Regions from separate parts of the Gossypium arboreum genome. Here region 2 is linked to region 1. A link is a contact called in public Hi-C data. All regions are on one chromosome and are shown on one strand. The core of a region is the stretch at or near the end of the contact, and the rest is flanking DNA. Distances in the headings are between cores, read along the strand shown. Region 1 holds the start of LOC108453741. Region 2 holds the start of LOC108486202.

Evidence for each region. Hi-C and Micro-C count contacts between places; a contact is called where the count stands out from the background.
Region 2: a Hi-C map of leaf shows a contact between it and region 1, with 4 times the contacts expected there. The contact joins the promoter of LOC108486202 here to the promoter of LOC108453741 in region 1. A contact is called at or near these places in 2 of 5 Hi-C or Micro-C datasets (both in leaf).

The regions. Positions count from the first base shown.
Region 1 is chr6:94,360,298-94,366,788 of ASM2569848v2, forward strand. It overlaps LOC108453741, which reads right to left and starts at 4,200. Exons shown (of 14, transcript XM_053030202.1): 1 at 3,914-4,200; 2 at 3,488-3,590; 3 at 3,125-3,371; 4 at 2,795-2,836; 5 at 77-148. The coding sequence starts at 3,971.
Region 2 is chr6:94,908,944-94,915,434 of ASM2569848v2, forward strand. LOC108486202 reads right to left here and starts at 2,943. Exons shown (of 20, transcript XM_017790102.2): 1 at 1,464-2,943; 2 at 1,011-1,214; 3 at 1-75. The coding sequence starts at 2,675.

The DNA.
Region 1 (6,491 bases), core at 2,950-5,449:
TAAACATCAATATTCATAAATCTCAACAATTTAACCCATAGCTGTATACGTATGGTTGAGGAAAGGGGCTGTATACCTGTAACTTAGCAAGCTCTTGGCAATAGACAGGTGGCAATATATCTGCTCTTGTGCTCAAAGCCTGTCCAAGCTGCATACCCAAATAAAAGTAGACCAAAGTTATTAGTTTTGTCCAGGAGGATTAAGAGAAATAAATGGGTTAAGACATTTTATTTTATTTTATTTTTCTACTTGCTTTTATCTCTAGAAATTAAATGCAAAAGGTTTGTTTGATACAAAAGCAAACAATAAAACAAATATAAGCTTGCATGTCTATAGCCTACTTCAATGAGCAACCATCAAGTCTTCAAACTCCTTATCAAAAGTTAACATCAATACTTGAATTTCAGACCCATAATAGATCTCCACACAGTGGTTCCAATTAAATGAAAAGCAGAACAGAACAGTGAAGTGTTATGTGCCTTGGCGTAGGATCTAGTCACAAGTCTAGACGAGAAAGAATTCTTGCTTCGACCTATGGTTATTCAAAAGGCAGATTCATCCTTGACTGAACCCCCTCTCAAAATAACGTTTCTTTTTTATAGAATAATTGCTTATCTCTTTATTTCATATTGTCACCCTTTTATAGATAGTTAATAACAAAGAAAAGAGTCCTAATAGAATTCCTAACTTAGAGCTTATGAAGGAAATAAAAACCTAATATAATAGAGAAAATAAGTAAAATTAAAACTCTTAATAAAACCTGATATAAGAAATAAATAAAACTAAAAACTCCTATTGCAATAAAAGCGTCCATATTATTACTCCCCTTCTGGAGTTGAGCTTGTCCTCAAACTCAAATTCAGAATAAACTTCAAAACTTATCCAAAATCATCTATCGCATCATCATCTTGCCTGCCTTCAACATCTTGTACTTCTATCCAAACCTTTTACATTTGTGTCCCATGGAATAAGACTCGTCACAATTATAACACAACCCCTTAGCCCTTCTTTTCGCCATTTCTGTCTGTGTCAATCGCTTAATAAATGGTGCAGAAGAACCTATTTTGCCGTTGTTCCCTGTTGGTTCTGTTGTTTGTCCCCCCTCCCTTTGCAATGCTCTTAGTTGTTGGAATAATTAAATTGCTGCCAGTGTTTTGGGAAGTTGGCCAATTCAGGACTCAAGATGACAGTTTGGAAGAGACATTTTGTTTACGTTCCAATGTTCAAGCCATATTCATTGCAACTCCAAAGTTTTCCTGTTGTTGCATCTCAATATCAATTCTAAGTTCCTCTACCAACTTGGAAGTAAAGGGGTTTACTTGTTGTCGAAGTAAGATTTGCAGTCCTAGCCAATAGCGATTGAAATTGACATTGATATTCCTCTACAATCCAAGTTTGTCTCAAGCTAGCAAGTTCTCCCAAGGGGTTATTACTCATAGGTGGCCCAAACCTTACATGACAACACTCTTTGAAGCGCCTCCAATCAAGATTTGCCTCTTCTTCTTCCATTTGATCAAACCACAATTGTGTCTCTCGTAAGGGATGGAATGAAGGTAAGCCTACTTTGCCTTCTTTGTTAGTTCATTGATTGCCAAAAAAAAATTCGCATCTTTTCAGCCACCCTAAAGGGTCTTCAACACCATCATAAGTGGGAAATTCCATCTTAGAGTATCGTGACACCATGCACCCACCGTGTCGCGAGTCTGAGTTCCTTTTTGTGCTTCGCTGTTGCCCTGTTCTTCATTATTTTTCTTTGAATCCCCTTTCGTTATCTTTTGGACTGAAAGAGATAATATCGCCACCTGCTCCTCTAATGCTTGTTGCCTTGTAGCCATTTGTAGCCTCTAGCTTGGCTTTCAAAGTCTTTTCGTCACCCATGACAGCTGGCTCAGATACCAAGTTGTTATGTGCCTTGGCGTAAGATCTAGTCACAAGTCTAAACGAGAAAAAATTCTTGCTTTGACCTATGGTTACTCAAAAGGCAGATTCGTCTTTGACTGAACCCCCTCTCAAAATAATGTTTCTTTTTTATAAAATAATTGCTTAACTCTTTATTTCATATTGGCACCCTTTTATAGATTGTTAATAACAAATGAAAGAGTCCTAATAGAATTCCTAACTTAGAGTTTATGAAGGAAATAAAAGCCTGCTATTAGTTCTTGTACATTGCGAAAGTTGTGGATTTAGTCCCTGTACTTCAATTTGATTAATTATAGTCTTTGCACTTTTCGAATTGGTCAATTTTAGTCCATGTACTTTTTGAATTTTAAAAATTTAGTCCTAACCCAATCAATAGCAGTTAAATCTATTTGGTTAAATTTAATTAATAGTCTAGTACTATGCATACAATAGTAGATTTAGTCCATATTCTCCAATTGGATCAAATTCTATAGTTTTCGAATTTTGAAATTTTAGTCTTGATGCAAATGACAATCGTTAACCATTAACTGAATTTTTAATGCGTAATATGTGGAAATAACAAGCTGATATGACATTCACATATGATACCATGTTTGATGCATCAAATTTTGGAAATAGTAGAACTTAATGAATTTAACAGTTACCGTTTGGTGATGAGTTAAATTTTAAAATTTGAAAAGGATTGAAAATGACCAAATTAAAGTATAGGGACTAAATCCTCAACTTTCACAAAGTACAGGGCCTAATAGTAGAATTTAACTTTTTGTAAAACTTTGGTAAAGGGAAACTAGAATAAACGAAGCCCAACAAGAAACTTATTGGAACAGTTTGGAATAAATAAAGAGTACGATAAAACAAAGATAAAGGAACTTACCTTAACATAGAAAGGACCCAAGCGGATTAACATCTCACGAAACTGAAAGAATGTAAAAAATACAATAAGCTTGTAGTAACAAAAATAAAATAAAATAAAATAAAAGAGGAAATAGGAACTTATGATAGTTTCAGCAAAACCATTGGCCAAATAACATGAAATTGCAACACTAAAGCATGCAAACTTCTAGTACAAAGTCAGCCAGATTATGCTAAGATTTCGATGTTTTACTCTACTCTCAAATTGGATGAATATAGATGCATGCAAGAATAATAGAACCAATTCAAGTTATTAAACAGAACATGTTTAAGAATAAAATTCATATAATACCTTCACAGCACGCTCTTTTATGTCTCGAAAAAAGAAATGCCAAATGGTCAACTTCAATACATGAAATGAAATGATTGCTGCTCTATACAAAGCCAGAAATGGGCCAAATCGGTATACAGCAGAAACGCTTGTTGAGCTGTGCGTTCCAACAGTATGCCCAAATTCACTTTCCAATGATTCTTTCCTCAGCTTTGCATACTCTGCAGAAGGCCTCTCACCATGGACACTGGCAAAACCTGTAGAAAACCTGCATAAAAAAGGTAAAAAAACAAATGTTAGAGACACTCCACATTCACCAGACCAATTTATTACATAACCCAATTCCGAGCAGCAAAATTTAGTGGTAAATATGAATGCACTTACAGTTGTTGCTGCAACAAGTATAATCGATGCCTGGTATCCATCTGAACTTCCGGAGAAACAGAATAACGCAGCATTGTTCCAACATGTCTATTATGGTTTACAGCTGCAAGCAGTATAAGTAATCAACTAATATAAACAGTAACATCCACATATACTCAAGGTCGTAAGAACATTACTAAATGAACAACCGAAGGTAAAACAAATATGACCAACAAAATATTACTTCCGGGAAGTTCCAGAAATGCCCAACTCGGTGCTATAAAAGTGCTTCACAATCCTAAAACTTAAATTATCAGGATAATACTAGCATCGAAGAAAATTAAACACAGTGCAGCAATAGGAAATCAAAGAACAATTGATATTAATGTTGATAGAATAATAAGCGGGGACGGAAAAGGAAAGACTAATAGAAAAGAAGAATGATACCAGTGGAGAGCAATGTGAGAAGGCGATGACGGTTGAGAGGAGCGAACACATTCCTCATTGAGCGAACGGTACAAAGGCAAGCGAAAGAAGTCGAGCACCTACCTAAGCGAAAGAAGTCGTGCTCACAACTTGTTTGTGAAAATGCGTCTTTGAACGAAGCTTTTGATTGGGACCGGGTTACGAAACTTTTTCTATATTCTTTTTCTTCCGATTGCAGAAATGTTGCCACGTTATATGTCTACATGACACAGCAACCATTAACCAACCGCCAACCGCCTCATACGTATTGTTTGTTAAATGGAGAAAAAAAATTGAATGTTAAACTACTCTCTACATACCTAAATATTTACTATATTTAAAAGTTAAAATTTTTATTTTTCAAATTTAAAATTTACGTCTAATTATTATCATTATTAAAAAATTCATTAAATCTTTTGATATAAGTTTTGAAATTAAAATAATTTATTCGGTATTTATGTAATAATAGAACTAATGTTGAAAATATTGATTAAGGTTTTAAAAAATACCCATTCATGATAAAATAAATTTTTATATCAATAATTAACAATATTAACTATTTAGATTTACAAATAATATTATAAAAATAGATTAATTAAATTATGTTAAAACTAAAGGCCAAATTTGAAATTTGATCATTTGTCTTATAATATAAAAAAAAAGCACAAACTTAAAAGAAACAAAAAGCCACATGTTAATCTCGAAAAGCTCTCAAGGCATTTAAATTGTGTATAATTATGTAAAATTTTAATCGAAGAGTTCACAATGCAAACTATTTGGTCTAATTACTAACATTATAAGAATATAAACAACCAATTATGTTAGAAATTAAAGCATGGAGATTAAATCTCAAAACTAAACATAATAGAAAGATTAAGACTAAAATTTAACAATATTTCTAAAATGTAAAAGAGAAAAGAAGGGAAAAGAAAAGCATCCGACATGTCATCTTTGGACCTTCCTTTTATATAATTGATAGATATTAGACACTTCTACTCTAGCTTTCAACTTCAAATTTCAATCCCATCCAATTGAACTTCAGTTAAATCAAATCCAATTTAACCATAAAAAGAATCAACAATCTGAATGAACTCACATAATTTGTAATGACTCGAATTCAAAAGGAGTCTAACACAAAGTAATTTGATATGCAATGAGCTTAGCATGAATTTGAACTCAAATCAACTGTAATTTTGGAAAAGAATCCCTCTTAGAGGTATTCATGAGCAAAGCTAGATTAGTTTCAGGTCGAGTTTAAGTATAATATTAACACACTTTATACTAATTTAAGTCTAGTTCAACATGAAATATGAGCTTAGAATTTTACCTAAACTTGTCCATACTTGTAAATGGTTAATCTAAGCCGATTTTAGGCCGCTCATATCATATTAAATTTTTGACAAATATTGATATTACTTATAATTCAAATTTAATAATTTTATATATTTTCTCATTTATTAAAATTCTATACCTAGTCAACTTAATCTTTTTCTATATTATAGATTTAATTTTTTATGTGTTCTAAATTACATAACATATTACAAACATAAACCACCGAAGGGATCTACTATCACCATCACGAACTTTCGTTGCCGCCACGGTTGAGGTTGTTGTCATCTTTAGACTGCCACTGAGCACCATGGACCATCATTGAGTTGCCTCTGGTCACTGTCGGGCACCATCGGACTGTCGTCGGGTCGCCACCAACCATCGTCAGCCATCACCAACCACTGTTAGGCCACCGCTGTCAACAACCACCGTTGGTCTTTTGCCAGTTCGTTGGGTCAGGTTTGTGTCGTCTCAATTAGTACTGGATGCATCCTGGTTCTCCGAGTTTCGCCAAAAAAATTGGTTACAGAAGACTTATGTTCATTTCCGACTCACATGAATTATTCTAAAAATTAAATAAAACCTACATAGAGATGATAGTCCACGATAAAATAATAATTACAACCACTTTAATTTATAGGAATCACAATTTGGCAAAATTATTTTATCATATAAATAATAAAATAATATAAAAATTCATTCATAAATATAATGCAAAACATGCTAATAATTATAAAAATGTCACATCTTATAAAAAATTAACCAAACATGAAGAAGAGAGAAAATTTTGGTATCAGTTTATACTATAAACATAGCACAACTTGCTTTTATACCGATTGTTGGAAAAATCTGGTTTAATAAATGGTTTTGTGTCACAGCGAAAAACTAAAATTTTAAAAATCAAGCTGGTTTGTGGTACAATAAACTTTTCCTGAAAAGTACATGTACTTTGTGCAAGACAGATCCTTTACGTTTTCGGCTTCCAATCGAATGGTCTTATCCGCTATTCTTATACCATGAATCGCTTCAAGTGTAGGCTCAAACAATCACAAATCAAACATAGAATCACAAATAATTTTCTTACTTTCAGTAAGAAAGTAAATCTCTTTATCTATAAAAATCAATAGAATTGTTATTTCCGAAAAATAAAATTTATACTTAAAAATAATTTCTCACCATTTTCAAGCAAGATAACAATATCTCAAAGTTGTATATGACTTGTGTATATAGC
Region 2 (6,491 bases), core at 1,693-4,192, 550 kb after region 1:
TCCATCCAAGTAAGGTGTTAAAATTTCTGGAGTGCAGTTCTCACTAAAGTTGAGTACAGCTGACGCAGCATGGGCCTGTTCAGACAAATTACATGACAAAAGAGTTATTCATATTATACAGTAAAATGTTGAGGTAAAAAAAAAGGGACATACAATAAAAATATTAAACTTTTACACAAAGAGAATAAGCTTCGTTCAACTACATGTAAGTAGGCATATTCTATCCATCTATAAACTGGGACAGTGGAACTATCAATAAATCCACATCTACGTGAAGACTTGAAGATGGTTTTTTCTCCATTATCCACAAAATATTCAGGAGATTACACCTTCACAACCAGTTATGAGGCTCTTACAGTAAAGAAGCTAGCAACACTTAACATCCAAGTTCTGTTTCATCTTTCAAGAATAGGTAGACATAGAATTGTATAACGAAATTTAAAAAACTATTCCCATTATTTAAGAAATCAGTGAGTGTTAGAAAATTTAGATAACAACCACCAGTGAACTCTGATGAGTGATAAAATAATTCGATAGTAACCAGTTGAAATGTTCCAAACTGGAAAAAACATGTTAATTCTTATTATATAATATGAAATTTGTCAACTACAAAGATACCGATATAACCAAATAAGAACATATACACTCGGATATATTTTACCTAAAGCAAGCCACACAACCAGAACAACACCAGGCATATCCACAGACAACTTAAGAATCAGGTCATTATTGGAAAGGAATTGAATGTTGTTGGGTTCAGGGGAGAGAAGGGAGTGCTGATTATACCACAAAAACAGAGATAAAGATAGGATGAATAAAATACTCTATCTAAAGTGCAATGCATATTAGTGAATTATGTCACCAGCCTACAGCGAATTTCAGCTTGTTTCTCTCTACTTAAAGATTGAAGATTACATAAGCATCCACATCACAAAGTAAAAAAAATATTTACATACTTTCAAAATTATAATCTAGAATCATGAAAGCAAAATTATATATCTCGGACTAACCTGTACTCGTGGATTCTGAAAATCATCCATAGCGCCAGCTAATGCAGGCAATACTCTTTGGTGATATTGGTTTTGCAAATCGGGTCCTAAGTCGGTAGACAATTGCCCAATTGCATTAATAGCTGCCCACCTTACACGAGGATGAGAATCATGAAATGAGTTCAAAACCATGGAAACCACTTGTTCCAGATTTTTAATCATAACCTGCAAGTACAGCAACAAATAAATTTAAAAAAAGAAAAAGAAAATAAACATCTTCCTAATTTTTTACTCAACCATGAAACATAAGGCATTTTTTCCTTTCAAAGATGAATTAGCTATGCCATTAGGCTATAAAAAAATATGTTTGAATCCACATGCACTAGACAGAATTCCACCCCATTGTTAGTAAACTTACAACACCATAAACCAAACTGAATAACCACATTAACAAACGATGATTAATAAGTGTACCTTGGCACACCCCTCAGCAATCTGCGCAAGGGCAATTAGTGCAGCATGATGCTTTTGCCACTCAGAAGCAGCCAAATAAGCAGGCAACTGCTCAGATGCAACAGGAACAATTGTGTTCCCACCTAAGGAAATTGCCAAACGATCCAAACACTCCTGTCCGACACTGTAATTGCTGGTCTCTCCAGCATCCTCATCCTCAGATTCTGCTGTGTGCCATGCTGCATCATCCTCAATATCTAACAGCATTCTCATCAATATTGCAAATAACCTACTAATAAATTGCGGCAACTTCCGCATCATTCCAGGAGCACGCTCCCTTGCTTCCGCCAAAGTCACCACAAATTCAATCGCCAAATGACGTGTCCCTTCCTCAAGAGATTCTGCCTCTGCAATCTGCAGCATCGAACCCACTACATCAACAAGCTGCCTCCTAAGAAACCGTGGCTCGGTACCTGCCAACTCGATCAACAACTCAAGTGCCTCCTGAGCAGTGGCCTCATTCCCGTTATTTAAAGCCTCTGTCAAGGTCCTCATCATTGCTGGCAAAAGATCCTGAAACCTATCCCGATCGGATGAGCTGGTCAAACACTGAATAAAGTTGATGACCGCATTCAACGCAGCAATTTTGACATCGGCATTAGAACTTTCACTCAGGCACCTCAAGAACACAGTGTGTAGATCCTTTATAAAAGGAGTCAACACATCCCCAATATATTGACTCAGCTGCGCAAATATCAAAAAAGCAGACTCCTGTAATTTAGGGGAATCCGAAGAGACACACTGAAACATAAACGGCAAGAGCTCTGGCCACCCATTCTCCGGCAAAATACTGGAAGCAAGCTCCGCAACAGTATCGCACAGCTTTTTAGATAAATTTTTGGTGGTTTCCACTTGGATTTGAGACAGAAGCACGGATTTGAGGGAAGACTGTGTAGAAATGTTGAGGCGAGGCCAGATATAAGAGTCGTCACGCGTCAACAACTTACGGAGGAGAATAGCTGCCATGGCGCGAGTCTCGGGCTGAGTGCAGACTTGGAGAAGGTGGGCGAGGCGAAGGCAGAGGGCGTCAGGGTCCGATTGCTTGCATAGATTAAACAAGGCCTCAGCGTGAGAACGTTGTTCGTTTGATGATGACATCAAGTGGGAGACTAGGGTTTCAAATGGAATCGGGTCAGGTCCTAGGATGAGGGCGAGCTGCGATTGCTGGTCCATGGCGGCGAAGGAGAAGGAGGAGGAAACGGAGACGGAGAAAATGATGGAATTGATTCCTTTGTCACCTCTTTGTTAATGCTTTTGCTCTGTGTTTTGTTGGGCGTCTTCTTGAGTGGGAGTGTGGGGGAAAATAAGGGATTTTAAGAGAGAGAAAACCAGGGCTGACAAGAAAAAAAAGGGGGCTGGATTAGCTGTAATTTTACGTGTCATGATTATTAATGTGAGTACCCACTTCCTTTCTTCTTTTCTTTTTTCATTTTTGGAGGGAAAAATAAAATACTTACTCCTACAATCCTACTAAACCACTAACGGGATGTCTGCTGTGAGCTTTGGAAAAAAAAAACTTAGGACGGATTTTACCCATTCAACAAGGTACAAGTTAAAATTGATATATTTTCATATTTTTTTGGTATTCTCTAGTAATAATTGGTATAGCTTTATAATTTTTGTAATTCTTCAAAAATTTCGATAATTTCTCATCGGTTTTAATATTTCCTCGTCATTGGCATTTAATAGAATTTTTTAATACGTTCTAATAATTTTCGAAATTAAGATTTGATACGAGAAATAATTTTGATATAAAAACATATATTATTTTTAAATATTAAGAACTTTTAAGGGGAAATTGTAACTGTAAATTATGATAAGTTTTAAATCATTATAGATTGGTGTGATGGTCAAATAATTTGCGCATCCGTTTTGAATTTGTTTTCGGTTAATAATGATTATAAAACATGAACTTGTAATGATGGTTGATATGAACAATCATTTGAAAATGAAATATTTTGTATGCATATGAAATATGATAACTGACAGCATGTGAAAGATTATACAAACCGATTATACAAGCCTTAAAGACTTGTCTAAAAACGAAACAAAACAAATGATTCGAGAAGGAAATGTGAAAATGAATTGACTTGGTGAAATGCATTGGCATATAATTGAATTATTGCAATGATAGGAAACTTGGTATTCTATGCTAATATGAATTTATCAATTAGCATAAGGTATGCATTTTGGATAGATGTGACATGAATTGAAAATTGTTATTGTTGAAAACTAATTCATGATTTTAGTGTAGGTCTAACATGCTATGTTGATTTGAAACATAAAAGTACCACTGAGCTTTATCGCTTAACGTACGGTTTGTTTATTCTATGCATAGGTACTAATAGATCTCAAAGACTCGAGGAGTGATCCAGCATTCAAACCGCAACTCTCATCTTAGCAAAGTTTGTATAGTTTCTTTATGCTTCAATATGTGGCATGTACCCAAAATTGAGTCGGTTTTAAGTAGTAAATTGTTGATTTGGTGTTTTAGATATCATGGTTAGTTTGATATATGATACATGAGTTGTATATTATATATATATATGTATGTAAGTAGCATAAGGTTTAAAATAATGTAAATATGTTAATGTTCATATTATAGAGTTGTTGTGATTTTATGTTCAAGGAAGTTATGAAAGCAGTAGGTGATGTCACGATGAAAAATCAACAGAGAGTGACATCACAACTATGGACCTTCGATGTCATGACATCAACTCGATAGTTTTAAAATTGTTGCATTTTAGTGTTAGAGTATGCCCAAAGACCAATCATGAGATGATTGTAATCACATACTCATTTTACCTTGTTTTCTAATATAATGCATTGCCATTGTTATTTCAGTTTCTTTTTATGTATGCACGAATAAAGTATTTAATAATAAAGTCCTAAGAATAATATGATTATTCTTAAAAGGTCCTTAGTCAAGTATTATAGTGGGCTTGAACAATGATAATGCATTGAGACTAATGTGTAGTTGATTAATGATGAAGTGTTGTCATTGACATAGGGATGTCAAAACTGATACGCGAGTATGTGTTAGAGAACAACATACTGGACTGACCTGCTATGAGTATGGTTATTGGATTATTATGTAATAGTCACAACATTACTCATAGTGATAATTATGTATATGATCCTTAGACTTGAGATCATCATTGTCCCAACATAGTGAGTTGTATATTTTGACACAGTCAAACGTCTACCATAACAGGTTATACTATAAAGACTGATGTTGGGTATGTCACAATCTATGTAGAGGAATATGGTTGATCAAGATAGGATTTGTCCTTCTTACATAATACGAGTAATATCTTAGGCCTCTTGATGGAGTGAGATTAAAAATGCATGGCCATGCTCGAATCAGTTGATATAAGATATCACACTTATTTTTTTATAGTAGTCTACTCAGAATATCAAGAAAGATGATATTGGACTATACAAGTGTGACAATTTCATGACTTGTGTCCAATCTAGATGTTAAGGATAAAAGCATATAATACATGAAAAGATTATCACAAAAAGGTAATGTCGAATCACGACTTCTTGCAACTTGGTTATCAATGATGCATTACTAGATGCCACTCATTGTTTATAATATTAGAGACATTATAATATTATTATTAACTTTACAAGAACCTACAAGGTCACACCCTATAGTTGAAGCAAACTGAATCCAAATACATTTGGTATTGTATTTAGTTGTCACATGAATTAAATTAATTATTGAATTAATTTAATTCGATAGTTAAATATTTAGCACATTATATGTACAAACTTATTGTACACAAATAGAGAACATAGAAAAAATTAATATATGAATTTGATTCAAACAAAATATTAATTATATATAGTTTATCAAAATTATTAATATAAATAGTTATAATAATTAATTTGGTCAAAATATAGAAGGACATGAAAGTTGATATTCTTTAGGAAATAATATAATTTGTTTTTCTAACTTTCTATTTGTTTCTCTAATAATAAGGAATAATCTCGTTTTATTTACGATATGTGATATCAAAGAAAATAAAAGATATCAAAAAAATAAAAGGAATATAATCCATTAGTGTGTTAAGGTTATCAAGAAAAACAATATCTAAAGGTCTAACAGCCGTTTTTGATTTTTCTCTCTAAAAAAGTTTAAGAGAATTTTGTTGTTCATACTTTGACTGGGTGAATTACGTAGAGGTCGAAACGTTATTGTTGCAGCTTGGGATCGGCATCGTTCAAAGGAATCATATCAACAACGTTGTTCGTCGCTTTTCCAGTTTAGAAAAAGGCATATTTTCGACCCTTGTTTCAACCTGATTCATTCCTCGTACATGGATCCATGGTTGATGATCACCAGAATAATTTTCCTCCTATGCCACGGGGTGTACCGCGATCCAACATTTAGTCCTTAACCAATCTCAATTTATCGAAAGAGCTTTCGTAAGCTCATTTAAATCCTAGATTCAATTATATAATGCATTATAATTGTGTATTGAACTTAATAGCATGTATAAACTGTTGAACTGAAATTGAAATTGAGATCGTAGTTGCTCCGGTAACGAATGTGGCATCCCGTAACTTGGATCCGACAACCGGGTCGGGTATGGGTGTCACATGTTCAATTGACTTGTGACACCATGTAACACCCTAAACACGATCTAATCGTCAAGTCTGAGCTGTAGTGTGTCACATTCCTTGTCGAGGCAACTACCATTAATTTAGATACAAATACACATCACATTTCATATAACTTACTTATGAACATATGATAACACTATTAACTAAATTCACAAGTACTAACTTGTTACTGAAATTCATGTAAATATAAAGATATACCAAAAGTGACTCAACTAGTTAAGTACATGCCAAACTATTCAAAACATAAATACACCTGATTTTGGGATCCTCTCTAGGTGCTAAAGCCAAAATTCATTGTAACACCCCTCGCCTAACCTGATCTCTAGACCCAAGTTATGGAGTGCTACAAAAGAACAA